2 separate regions of the Bos taurus genome follow, and region 2 is linked to region 1. The links are chromatin contacts, called in public Hi-C maps. All regions are on one chromosome and are shown on one strand. The core of a region is the stretch at or near the end of the contact, and the rest is flanking DNA. Distances in the headings are between cores, read along the strand shown.

Region 1 (6,348 bases), core at 368-2,867:
CCGAGCTTGTCACAGAAGCGGGATTTGGACCTGGCCTGCCTCCTGTGGTTCCCACCAGCTGTCACAAATCCTCCTCTCCTGGCCTTCCCACCAGGCCTTCTCCTCCTCTCAGGGCCCCCACTCCTGCATCCAGTGGGCGGGCTCCAGGTCCTAAACTCTCTGAGAAGGGCATCCCATGGCTTTTTGGTAGGACAGTTACTTACCCCCTTGGGAGAACACCCCTGTAACCTCGTTTCCAAGAAAGGGCAGAACGATCTCTTGAAGCGGGCGGCCCCCACCGACCTTACTGTCTATAAGTTCAGTTCCGTTCACTCCCTCAGTCGTGTCTGACTCTTTGCGACCCCATGGACTGCAGCACGCCAGGCCTCCCTGTCCATCACCACCTCCTGGAGTTTACTCAAACTCATGTCCATCGAGTTGGTGACGCCATCCATCCATCTCATCCTCTGTCCTCCACTTCTTCAACCTTCAATCTTTCCCAGCATCAGGTGATATCAGGTGATGGTGGTGGTTTAGTTGCTAAGTCGTGTCGGACTCTTGCGACCCCATGGACTGTAGCCTGCCAGGCTCCTCTGTCCATGGGATTCTCTAGGCAAGAATACTGGAGTAGGTTGCCATTTCCTTCTCCAGGAGATCTTCCCAACCCAGGAATCGACCCCAGGTCTCCTGAATTGCAGGCAGATTGTTTACCAACTGAGCTATGAGGGAAGCCCACCCAGCATCAGGGTCTTTTCAAATGGGACAATAAACAACTGCAAAACTGTGTTTACTTTTCTGCTCAAAAAGGCATTCCTTCCCTATCCAACCCAAGTTTCCTCAAGAAACAGAAGTACAGGCCAGCAAGGATGAAGGGATAAATAACCGTCTGGCGGAACAACGGAGCGCAGTCCACGGCTTCAAGGGTTGGAACCCACACCAGCCTGGGCAGCTGGACTTGGCAAGCGGGCTGGGGACAGTGCAGTCTGAAACGGACCGAGGGCAGGGCGAGGAAGAGCGCGCGCCCGGCTGTGCCCGGCGGCGTGAGGCGCCCGCGGCCCGGGGCGGGGTCTGCGGGGTCAGCCACCCCCGCTCTCCCCACCCACGTGGCCTTGCCGCCCAGAACGCCGGGCCCCAACTTCGTGTCAGCAGAGCCCGCCTGGGTGCTCAGCCGGCGCGGTGGGCAGGCTGGGGACCGCGCATCTCTAAGGAGGACCCTGGGGTCTGGGCCCCCCCGCGCCCCCCGCTGTCCTGGAGGAACAGTGAGGGCGGAGGGGGGCTGAGACAGACGCTGAGGGCCAGGGGTCCCTGTGAGACCGACCTCAGATGGGAAAAACGAGGCTCGGAGATCTCTTTCCGTCTCACTCGGACGCCTCTCGAATGGCATTAACCCCCCGTTTGTGGGTGTGGAAACTGAGGCCCAAAGTGGGAGGCCCAGGGGCGGGGGGGGGCGGGGTGGCGCGGGCGGTGGGGCGTCTAGGCCCCGGCCCCCGCCCAGAGGAGCCGGACAACTCCAAGGGCCATCGGCGGCCCGCGCCCACCGCGCCGGCTCCTCAGACCCCTGGGCGCAGGAGGGGCAAGGAGGGGCCGGGCCGGGTGGGGAGGGCGCGGGCACGGGCAGAGGAACTGAAGTGACTCAGGCCGGTGCGCGCAGGCCGGGCCTTTGTTCCCGGACGCCCGGCCTTATTAAAGGCCCAGCGCCCGAGGCAGGCGCGCGCCCTGCGGCCGTCCCCGCCCACCGGCCGCACTTCTGGCGGGGCCGGGCGGGCGGCTAGGGTGGGAGGGGGTCGCTCCTGGGCTCCTGGCTGTGAACAAAAGAGGGGCATCCATCAGGATTCGGGGGTTCATCCAATCGGATCCTCAGGCCATAGGGAGGGCCCCCTCTAGTCATTTCAGTCATCCCTCTGCCTCAGGGCAAGGCTGCACCTAAATCGTCCAGAAGAATTTAAGAAAACCCTTCCCCTGCTTTTGGGGATTCCCCAGGGGCTCAGAGGGTAAAGCATCTGCCGGCAATGCGGGAGACCTGGGTTCAATCCCTGGGTCGGGACGATCCCCTGGAGAAGGAAATGGCAACCCACTCCAGTACTCTTGCCTGGAAAATCCCACGGGTGGAGAAGCCTGGTACATGGGGTCGCAAAGAGTCAGACACGACTGTTATGGGGACTCCTTGCTAGGCACCGCCTCCCCGAGTCTCTCAGCCGTCTGTCCTCTAACCACAGTCCCCACCTTGCAGGGTGACTGGCCCACCCAAGTCAGCACTGGGTCATTTCAACCCCTGTTTCACACCTTTGGTGGGTTTTAGGTCAGCCGAAGCAGACCTGGGAACAGGCTCCCATCCTAGCCTTTGTGAGGCCAGGTTTCACACCAACCCTGCCTTGTCAGTGGATTCCTCAGGGAGAAACACCAAACTGTACCCCACCCCCCAGCGCCCACACCCCAGCTGCCCAAGCTGCTCCTTCGGACTCGAGCGCCACCACGTGGACACGGGGCAACGGTGCCTTGCGGGACCAGAACCTTTCAACATGTCTCCCCGGCTCTGGGCCCTCTTTAGGCTGTGCATCCATATCCAGCGCCATCCTAAATGAATCGCCTCAAAACGCGCCCAGTTCTTTCGAGAGACTGCAGGTTGCCTGCAGCATTCCGTTTGCCCCCTGCCCCCACAGCCCTGCTTGTGACCCTCTCTTTTAGAGTAAGTGGCTTCTTGAGAGTAAAACTTCATCTTAATGTTTCAAAAGCAAATCAAATGTAAATTATGCATCAATAAATTCTAGCTAAAAAGTAATAACAAACAAATGAATTCTTTTGACCGGCCTGTACTCCTGTGTACATACATGCATGTTCACAGACGTGTGTATAATGGGCTGGGTGTGACAGCTGGGGTGTGTGTGCCCGAGCAAGGCTGTGGCTGCAGGGGTCCCCACGAGGTCAAGTTGGAGCAGAACCCAAGAGTGCGAAGCTCCTGTTCCATCTGTGGCGCTCTGCACCCCGCCTTGGGGCCCACATCGTTCTGGGAGGAGAGAGGCCTTTTCCTTGTCCACTCAGCCTCAGAACTCCTCATCCTGTCTTCTGCAATGCTCTCCTCTCAGGGGAAAACAGAGGTGGTAAAGAACCCACCTGCCAATGCAGAAGACTCAGGTTCGATCCCTGGGTTGAGAAGATCCCCTAGAGAAGGGATTAGCAACCCATTCCAGTATTCTTGCCTGGACAATCCCATGGACAGAGGATCCTGGGGGGCTTAGGTCCATGGGGTCACAAAGAGTCAGACACAACTGAAGCAACTTAGCACACCCCTTCCCAGCCTCTCAACCGCTTCCCTTCTGGAGCCTCCTGGGTAAGCCTGTATTTTGTCCCCAACAGCCTGGGAGCCCCAGCCCAGGGAGCAGCCCGCTCGTCAACCTGAACCGTTATGCCACCAAGAAGAGCCTGGCGGAGAGCTTGCTGGACATGGCGCTCTTCATGTCCAACGCTGTGCAGCTGAAAGCGGTGCTAGATCGGGGTCCGTCCTCCTATAACTACTTCGCCCTCGTCACCCTCCTTAGCATCTCTCTGATCCTGCAGGTGGTCATCGGAATCCTCCTCGTGGTCATGGGTGAGGAGCCCGGGCCTGGAGCTGGCCTCGGGGGGTCGGTGGGAAGAAAAGTCCCAAATGCCTCCCTGTCACACCGTGCGTTTGCACAGTCTTACACTAACCTGCTGTTAGCCCTGTGCACCTTCAAGTGCCCAAGTAACAACCACACAGTGCAGGCAGGCACCCTGACCTACCTCCTAGCATCCCATCTAGTAGCCAGTACAATACCTGCTAAGTGACCATGCTCACTAACTCGTAGCAGCATTCCTTAGAGCGTGCATTCCCCACTCTGAGAAGACCCAGTGTAAGTTTCCAAAATTGGCTCTATTGAGTACCACGTGAACACCCCTCATGGTCAGTGAGGGAGAAGGCATTGCAGCACAATGGCCACCAACTCCTGATCTCTGAGGGGCTGTGGTGGGGGAAGCTCCAGGCTGTCATCTCCCCACCCCCAGGCCATCATTTGCTTCTCCCTCTTCTCCACAGCTCTACTGAACCTTAATGAGGTGGAAAAGCAGTGGCGACTCAACCAGCTCAACAACGCAGCCACCGCCTTGATCTTTATCACTGTCATGATCAACATCTTCATCACAGCCTTCGGGGCCCATAGGATTGGGCTCCTGGCTGCTGGGACCCCTCTCTGAACAAGACCTGGAGCCCAGGTGAGGGAAGATGGGAGGTGCACAGGTGGCCCTTCTCACCTCTGTGGGTTTGGGCTGAGAGAGATGCTCGCCAGGCAGAAGGGGAAGAATGTAGACCTGGGGCAGGGATGAGGTCATGGAGCAGAGCATGGGCTGAGACTCACCAAAGTCCTCTGCTCTCTCCTCCTAGGCTGAGCTTCTCTGCAGCCTGGGAGGGTGGAGGCTGCGGTTAGTGGGGGAAGAGGGAGATGCTGGTGTTCTCCTTGACAGAGTCCAGGACCATGGGGAGCCAGCTGGCAGCACAGAGCCTCAGGCCCTGCTTCAGGTTTGGATCCGAACCCGCAGTTGCACCCTGGGAAGGCACCAGGTCGATTGTGTGACACTTGGGCCCGAGGCGCTGGTCTGGCCTGGCCTGCCTTTCTCTTCATCTCTTTGCTTCCCCTACAGGTGCTGGGCCTGGAACTGCTTCTCTCCCCCTTGATCTGCGAGGCTGAAGGGCACAGCATACAGCTTCGGGGAGAGCTCCTAGACTCAGAGGGCAGTATAGACACCCCTGCTTCCTACCCTCGGTGCTGGAACAAAGATGGGCTCTTCTCCCAGCTTAAGCGGGGTCATCTGGGCCTGGAGTCCTGAGCTCGGACTCGAGTACCACCCACCTGTTTCCTGGGCCTCAGGCATGCCTATGGAAAGCTGGGTCTGCCCAGCTTAAGGACTCTGCTTCTGACCCCACCCTGTTCCTTCCCTCTGCCCCAGCTTGTTTTCTCTTTTCTATAGGATGGAATGATTTCTCTCCATAAAGCTTTCTGCAGATCCACCATGAGTCAATCTTTGTGTCTTCAATTGTGAAGGCTCAAGCACCCGGGCGGGCAGCTGTCTCCATCTGTGTCCTGGAAATGGCTCAAAGGAGCAACCCCAAGCCTGGAGGGGAAAAGGCTTTTAAGTCACTCCCTCTCCTGTGGGTTCTGCTCTGAGTCAGGTTTCCCTGCTCAGTGCCTAGGGTAATTACCATCTGCTGCATTAGCAGCAGACCAGTCTCCTCTGGATGCTTTTTGAGAAGCTCCAATTGGCTGCCTCTGGGCTTCCCTGGTGGCTCAGACAGTAAAGAATCTGCCTGCAATGCAGGGGACCAGGTTCTATCCCTGGGTCAGGAAGATCCCCTGGAGAAGGGCATGGCAACCCACTCCAGTACTCTTACCTGGAGAATCCCATGGACAGAGGAGCCTGGCAGGCTACAGTCCATGGGGTTGCAAAGAGTTGGACATGACTGAACGACTAACAAATTGGCCGCCGCAGCTTTCACAGAAGCACCCTCTCTTGGGCATGTGCTTAAGGAATACAAACTAATTTCAATCTCTGCCTAGATCAGATATGACCAGGATGGTACCTTTGTACTGTAACGCATCAACAGGGCATGCCCAGCTTAAACACAGATGCTTTTCGATTGTCCACTCTCTTAGAATAAGCCACACCTCAGCTCCTCACCCGACCTTCCTGTGTCCATCAGCCTTTCTCAACTGAAAGCTCCAACCTGCATGAATCTACTGCACAGGAAATATTCCTCAGACAGGAACCTCGTGGTCCCCCTCCTGAGTAAACCACACCGCAGGGAAGGCTGCCTGCCCCCCCACCACACACACACACATACAGGTGATGAAGGGCGATACGGAGAGTCCCTGGCATGTCCACTGGAGGCCTCAGAGCTTAGAGATGGCCACGTGAGCCTGGGCCCTCTGCCCAGCCCTCTCCCACCCTGATGGGCAATAGGAAAACACGAGGGCACTTTGTTTTCTGAGACTTTGCTGTATTTAACGCTTTCCCTCCCCGTACCCTACACATTTCCCTACCGAGTAGGGGCCGTGCCAGGCCCCCTCCATTAAGGCAGACGGTGTGGAGGTAACAAACGCAGAATGCAAGGCACTGGCTGGGGCAGGGGGGTGGCAGGCCGGGGAGGGGAGGCTGGGCAGACGTCTGTCCTCAGGAGGAGTGAAGCAGGAGGACCATCTGGGTGGACTCAGGCCTTGCTGGGCAACGCCCAGGGATAAAAGTAGCCCCAGAAAGAAACCTGGCCGCCCAGGCAGCTGCGGCTCTCATCTACTCCCTACAGTCCTTCCCCGAAGGCACAGCATGTGAGCCAGGACCATAAAAGGCCATAGCCTGAGGGCA
Region 2 (6,370 bases), core at 1,105-3,604, 290 kb before region 1:
ATTCTTCAGAAGCTAAAGTTAAATATAGGTAGCTACATTTATTCATCTTTTACTTTATGATTAATTTATCAGCTTTTACAGTTAGAAGGCTTTTCTTCATTCTGAGGTCAGATATTAATCTGCCTATTTTTTATGTGTTATTGTTGTTATTGTATGGGTTTTATGTGTTATTGAGGTCGTGTCCAACTGTTTGTGACCCCACGGACTGCAGCATGCCAGGCTCCCCTGTCCTTCACTATCTCCCGGAGTTTATTCAAATGTATGTCTATTGAGTCAGTGATGCTATCTAACCGTCTCATCTTCTGCCCTCTCCTTCTCTTTTTGCCTTCAACCTTTTCCAGCATCAGGGTTTTTTCCAATGAGTAGACTCTTCACATCAGGTTGCCAAAGTATTGGAGCTTCAGCATCAGTCCTTCCAGTAAATATTCAGGACTGATTTCCTTTGGGATTGACTGGATTGATCTCCTTTCAGTCTAAGGGACTCTCAAGAGTCTTCTCCAGCACCACAGTTTGAAAGCATCAATTCCAGAAAAGATCCCAGAATCAGGATCTTTTCTAAAGGGTCAGTTCTTTGCATCAGGTGGCCAAAGTACTGGAGCTTCAGCTTCAGCATCATTCCTTCTAAAGAGTATTCAGGACTGATTTCCTTTAGGATGGACTGGTATGATCTCCTTGCTGTCCAAGGGGCTCTCAAGAGTCTTCTCCAACACCACAGTTCAAAAGTATCAATTCTTTTGTGCTCAGCCTTCTTTATGGTCCAACCCTCACATCCATACATGACTACTGGAAAAACTATAGCTTTGACTAGATGGACCTTTGTCTGCAAAGTAATGTCTCCGCTTTGGAATATGCTGTCAAGGTTGGTCATAGCTTCCAAGGAGCAAGTGTCTTTAATTTCATGGGTGCAGTCACCATCTGCAGTGACTTTTGGAGCCCAAGAAAATAAAACCTGTTACTGTTTCCATTGTTTGCCCATCTGTTTGCTATGAAGTGATGGGATGGGATGCCATTATCTTCGTTTTCTGAATGTTGAGTTTTAAGCCAGCTTTTTCACTCTCCTCTTTCACTTTCACGAAGAGGCCCTTCAGTTCCTCTTTGCTTTCTGCCATAAGGAAGCAAGTGAAGTCGCTCAGTCGTGTCTGACTCCTTGCGACCCCATGGATAACAGCCTACTAGGCTTCTCCGTCCATGGGATCTTCCAGGCACGAGTACTGGAGTGGGTTGCAATTTCCTTCTCCAGGGGATCTTCCCGACTCGGGGATCGAACCCAGGTCTCCAGCGTTGTAGGCAGACACTTTTACCGTCTGAGCCACCAAGGAAGTCATTCTGCCATAAGGGTGATATCACCTGCATATCTGAGGTTGTTGATGTTTCTCCCAGAAATCTTGATTCCAGCTTGTGATTCATCCAGCCTGGCATTTCACATGATGTACTCTGTATATAAGCTAAATAAGCAGGGTGATAGTATACAGCCTTCAGGTACTCCTTTCCCAATTTGAAACCAGTCCATTGGCCTGGGGACCCAGCGGCAGGGGGCGTGTTCCGGAGAGCCCGTCCCCCTGCAGTCCCTGCCGGGCTCTGATGACCACAGCAGCCTGGATGAACCGGGGGCGCCAAGCAACCGCGCAGTCCTTGCTGGGCTTGGGGCGCAGAGGGCGGTGCCGCGAGCTCGCAAGGCGCCAGGGGGCAGCAGAGGACACGGCGGCGCAGGGCATTCGGGAGCCGAGCGACCGGCACGGAGGTCCGGGTAGCACTGCCACCTTGCTTGATGGCTCTCAACAGATGGCTCTGCTCCCATCTGCTGACTTGACTTGCGGCTCCTCTTCCTATGCCCCACAGTGGTCCGGCGCGAGTTCAGTTAGACCTACTCCATTCCCACAGTCCTCTGCTCAGCCATCCTAAGTAGGATCGGGTTCGGGCCGCCCCGCCCCGGGGCGTTGTCGCCCAGACCTTCTCCCCATGGTCCTCTGCGTGCCCTTCAGGCCTCCTCGTCCGTTGCGGTGTCTCCGAAACCTTCTTCCCAGGGTCCTCTGCGCGGCCGTTGAAGCTCCCTTATGCGTGTTGAGGTCACCCCCACTGTACCGGTTTCTGCCAGACCTTCTTCCCAGGATCCTCTGCGCGGCCGTGCCTATCGCCTTTCGGCGCGTTCAGGCCCTCCGCCCACGTGGTCTCGCCTTGACCTCAGGGTCCTCTGAGTATCGCGCCTAGTGCCCTTCCGCGCTTTCGGACCGCCTCCGCTGGTGTGGTCTCGCCCAAGCTTCTTCCCAGAGTCCTCTGCGCGGCCGTGTCTAGGGCCCTTCCTCCCTCGCGGTCTCGCCCAGACCTTCTTCCCAGGGTTCTCCAAGTGGCCGTGCCCCAGGGAATTTCTGCGCGTTCAGTCTGGACAGACCTCTGTCCGCTCTGCGCTGCTGAGGCGCGTAAGTGGAGTCGCGGCCGGGTGGGAGCTCGCCTCGCGGGTCTCGGCTTAGCGGTCCAGCGTCCAGCGGTGTGTGATAAGCCGTGAGGGCGCCGGGCCGGGCGAGCGGGCGGGCAGCCAGGGCCGGGGCCGCGGGGTCAGTGATGCCCGGGGCGGGGACCGAGGGCGGATCAGCCGACGGGCCCCAGGCGGCAAGCGGCTGCGGCCCGGAAGGCGTTGGGGTTTCGGCGGAGTTTGACAGGTCAGCGCGTAGTCAGCCCTTGTGGCGCTTTCAAACAACCGAGCCGCAATCCACACACGGTGGAATCCCTCTGTCTGAAGAGACCGGCTGCGTGGCTTCGGCGCGTTCGCCGGGCCGGGCCGCGGTCGCCGCTGGTGCGGAGCCTGGGGGTCGCCCAGAGCCCCGCGAGCTAGTTAGCGGACGCGGCTCACCTGGTCCGGCCCGGGTCGGCGCTCTTCGGTGCGCGGCCGCTGGGCGGCGTTTCGTCTAGGGGGGACCTTGCTTTTTCTCCGTTAACTGATGGGCGTTTGGGCTTTTGCGCTTTCTGGTCTCCCAGCCCGTTTAAGGTCTGTTCCTCCCGGGGACTCACAGACCGAGGCACAAACTTCTGAAATCTAAATTCTCCCCCAACCTGGAGCTCCGGGCCCGGGTCAGGCGTTTGGGCGGCCTCGGGTCTGGTTGTTTCGGGAAGGTTTGTACAGTTTTCTGTTCTCAGTACAGCACTCCTGGACCCTTGGCGGTCACGAGCAGAGCAGCCTTCGTGTGCGGGGCTCGCTGGAGACGCCGCCAGGCCGGCCGTCCAGTGTTGGGCACCGGGTGGGCTGGACACGAGCGGACGGATGATGTAGCAGAGCCGGGGGACGGGGGAGCTCATCTCCGAGCAGACCTAGCGCGTCTTCCGTGTTTTGTGTGTTCACGGACCGGTCCCCGAACAGAACCAGCCCTCAGGGCGCCTGGCCGGTGTGCTGGGTGACCCTCGCGCTGTCCCTGCCGAAGTCCGGCAGGCCGCACCTCTGCCAGCTTGTTTCAGACTGTAAACCAGCGGCCTCGTTGTCCTTCAGGCCACAGTTTACGCTTTTTATTCGTGACTCCACTGTTTCTTTAGCACATCTTTAAAAAATTGGAAGATTCTTTAAATTCTGTAATTCTTTACAATTTTCCAGTTTCGCTCGCACGACATCGTGCGCATAAGGTTGTGTGACAACCCTCGTTTTCCCACTACCCCTGCCCTGCCCCTCCATCCTTCCCTCCCGCACTGGCACCACCGCTGAGCTCACTAGTGAGTCCGCTTCTCTTTTGTTGACTAGTTTGTTGTGTTGTTTCAGTTCCACCTGTGAGTGACATCACACGGTGTTCATCGTTCTCACTCTGACTTACTTCACTTAGTATAACGCCCTCCCAAGTCCATCCCTGTCTAGAAGGTCCTCCAAACTTGTTGATGCAGAAAGGCAGGCGTGTTTCCGATGAGCTTTGTTCAGGTGTGAGTTAGGTGCTGTCCACTGTGAGTTCAGTGTTAAGGAACCAACACTGTGTCTTATATAGGCTGCCTTTAATTGAAACATGCAAAGCAAGGCTTTGTACTGACTGGTTGATGGAAATGAAGCAACTGGAGGCTCGCACTGGCGGATACCTAACCGTGCTTCTGCAGGAGCAGTGGCTGGGTCTAGGGTCAGTCAGTGCTCAGATTACCTGTGGAACAGATCACCACCAACAGTGAGAGTGGACTCTGTGATCAGTTTAATTACTCAGAAAGCTCTGTGGGGATATTTATTCAATTTCTGTGGCTTCTAACATTTTTCCACTCATGGTATTCATTTTTAATAAAGCCCTGGCAGTTTTGAAGTGGAGAAGAGCTAAAATAAAGCTACCATTCTCTTTATTCTACAAGTAGGGTAGGGACTGTGCTAAGTCCTAGAGATCCAGTCAGTAGTTAGTATATGGCCCCTGTGTTCTCAGCAGTAGCGTGGATTATAGTGTTACCTGTGCTGCGTGCAGTCGTGTTTGACTCTTTGTGGCCCGCCAGGCCGCCTGTCCATGGGATTCTTCAGACAGGGATACTGGAGTGGGGTGCTATTTCCTCCTCCAGGGGATCTTGCTGACCCAGGGATGGAACCCATGTGTCTTGCGTCTCCTGCATTGGCAGGCCAGTTCTTTATTGCTGAGCTACCTTGGAAACCCATGTGCTGTGATGTCTGTCTAAATGCTGTGGGAATTTAGGATTCATTCTGTTCCGAGTGTAGTGAGGTGTGTCAGGTTTCAAGGAAGAGAGGACATTTTGATATCTTTTTTCTTCTTAAATAATGGTTTTTCTACTCTTGCTAAATTTAAGAAAAGTTTTACAAGCATGAGAGCAGCATGTACATAAGTGAAAATAAAAGAAAGAATTTTGGTATCTAGTCTTGTTGGTCTTTATCCTCATAGTCAGCACTTCACTGATTACTGAGCTTGGTCAGCTCTGCCTCAGTGACGCACATACAGAATCCATCATGCTTGTCATCTGTGGCTGTCACTTAGGTTGAGCCTCTGTCGTTTTCCTCTGCTGACTGTTGTAATGTAGACTCCAACTGTGCTCTCCTGCAGTTATTCACTGATGACAAGGAACGTTTCCAGGTGAAAATATTGTATAATTCTCAACTTAGAATTTCCACTGCTCCCCCATGTTTACAAACTAAAGTTTTAAGCTTTGAAAAGTGGTTCATTCATGATAACACTACCGGAACGGTGTGTGTGACAGGAGGTCCATCTGCTCACCATTCAAAAGCCAATAAACAGGCCAGGTTGCTGGAAAGGAAAGTTTGCTTTGTTTCAGATGCTGGCAACTGAGGGGAAGTGTGGTGGACATCTGTCCAAAGACTGACTCTGCACCCTCTGTCCCCACAAGCAAGGGATGAGAGCTTTTATAGCTAGAGCTGGAGGGGGAGCGGTGCGGGCTACATGCAGAAACAGCACAGTCATCTCTTAGTCATCTTCAGATTGGTCCTCACTGGTCTTCCTAGCATCATCTTGGTGGTTTTAGGCACAATTAATCTTCAGTTCTGGGGTGCACTTCTTCCCATTTCTTTGCAGTTAGTTCTCAGAATTGTGGCAGCTTAAGTCCTGGGTTCAGTCTGGCCATAAAGTAGTTATGGCCATCAAGTAGTTAACTTCTCCACCTGTTGTTTTAGTATCTGTAAGACAGCTCATAGGATACGGTTCAAGGTATTACCTATAGTCCTTGAGAAAAAACTAAAGGTCCTTGACTACGCTTCATGACTACGTTATTATTTAGTCTCCTTCAACTGTTTTCCTTTGTTTCCACATTTTTCACTTTTCTGATTAAACTCATTCTTTGGAATTTTCCACAGACAAAAAGCAAGCAGAGGACATGGGTGGGGGGCAATCCCCCAACCCCTTTAAGCATTAAACTTAAAGCCAGCAGTCCTACACATCATGAGTAGTTATACCCTGTGACAACGTTCAGTTCAGTCACTCAGTCGTGTCCGACTCTTTGTGACCCCTTGGACTGCAGCTCGCCAGGATTCCCTGTCCATCACCAACTCCTGGAGTTTACTCAAACTCATGTCCATTGAGTCCGTGACGCCATCCAACCATCTTATCCTCTGTCGTCCCCTTCTCCTCCTGCCTTCAATCTTTCCCAGCATCAAGGTCTTTTCAAATGAGTCAGTTCTTTGCCTCAGGTGGACAAAGTATTGGAGTTTCAGCTTCTACATCAGTCCTTCCAATGAATATTCAGGACTGATTTCCTTTAGGATGGACTGGTTGGATCTCCTTGCAGTCCAAGGGACTCTCAAGGGTCTTCTCCAACACCACAGCTCAAAAGCATCCATTCTTTGGTGCTCAGCTTTCTTTATAGTCCAACTCTCACATCCATATGTGACTACTGGAAAAACCATAGCTTTGACTAGACAGACCTTTGTTGGCAAAGTAATGTCTCTCCTTTTTAATAAGCTGTC

The links. A called contact is a pair of places that touch in the nucleus more often than the background predicts.
Region 2: a Hi-C map of skeletal muscle shows a contact between it and region 1, with 5 times the contacts expected there. A contact is called at or near these places in 3 of 11 Hi-C or Micro-C datasets (liver, skeletal muscle and an unstated tissue).

The regions. Positions count from the first base shown.
Region 1 is chr5:107,435,145-107,441,492 of ARS-UCD2.0, reverse strand. NINJ2 (ninjurin 2) reads left to right here. Exons shown (of 4, transcript NM_001428269.1): 2 at 3,334-3,472; 3 at 4,031-4,206; 4 at 4,633-5,005. The coding sequence ends at 4,188. It also overlaps a transcript of B4GALNT3 not described here. Among named protein-coding and RNA genes, the nearest start is that of TRNAE-CUC, 44 kb to the left of the region's middle.
Region 2 is chr5:107,730,385-107,736,754 of ARS-UCD2.0, reverse strand. It overlaps RAD52 (RAD52 homolog, DNA repair protein), which reads left to right and starts at 2,354. Exons shown (of 11, transcript NM_001024525.1): 1 at 2,354-2,417.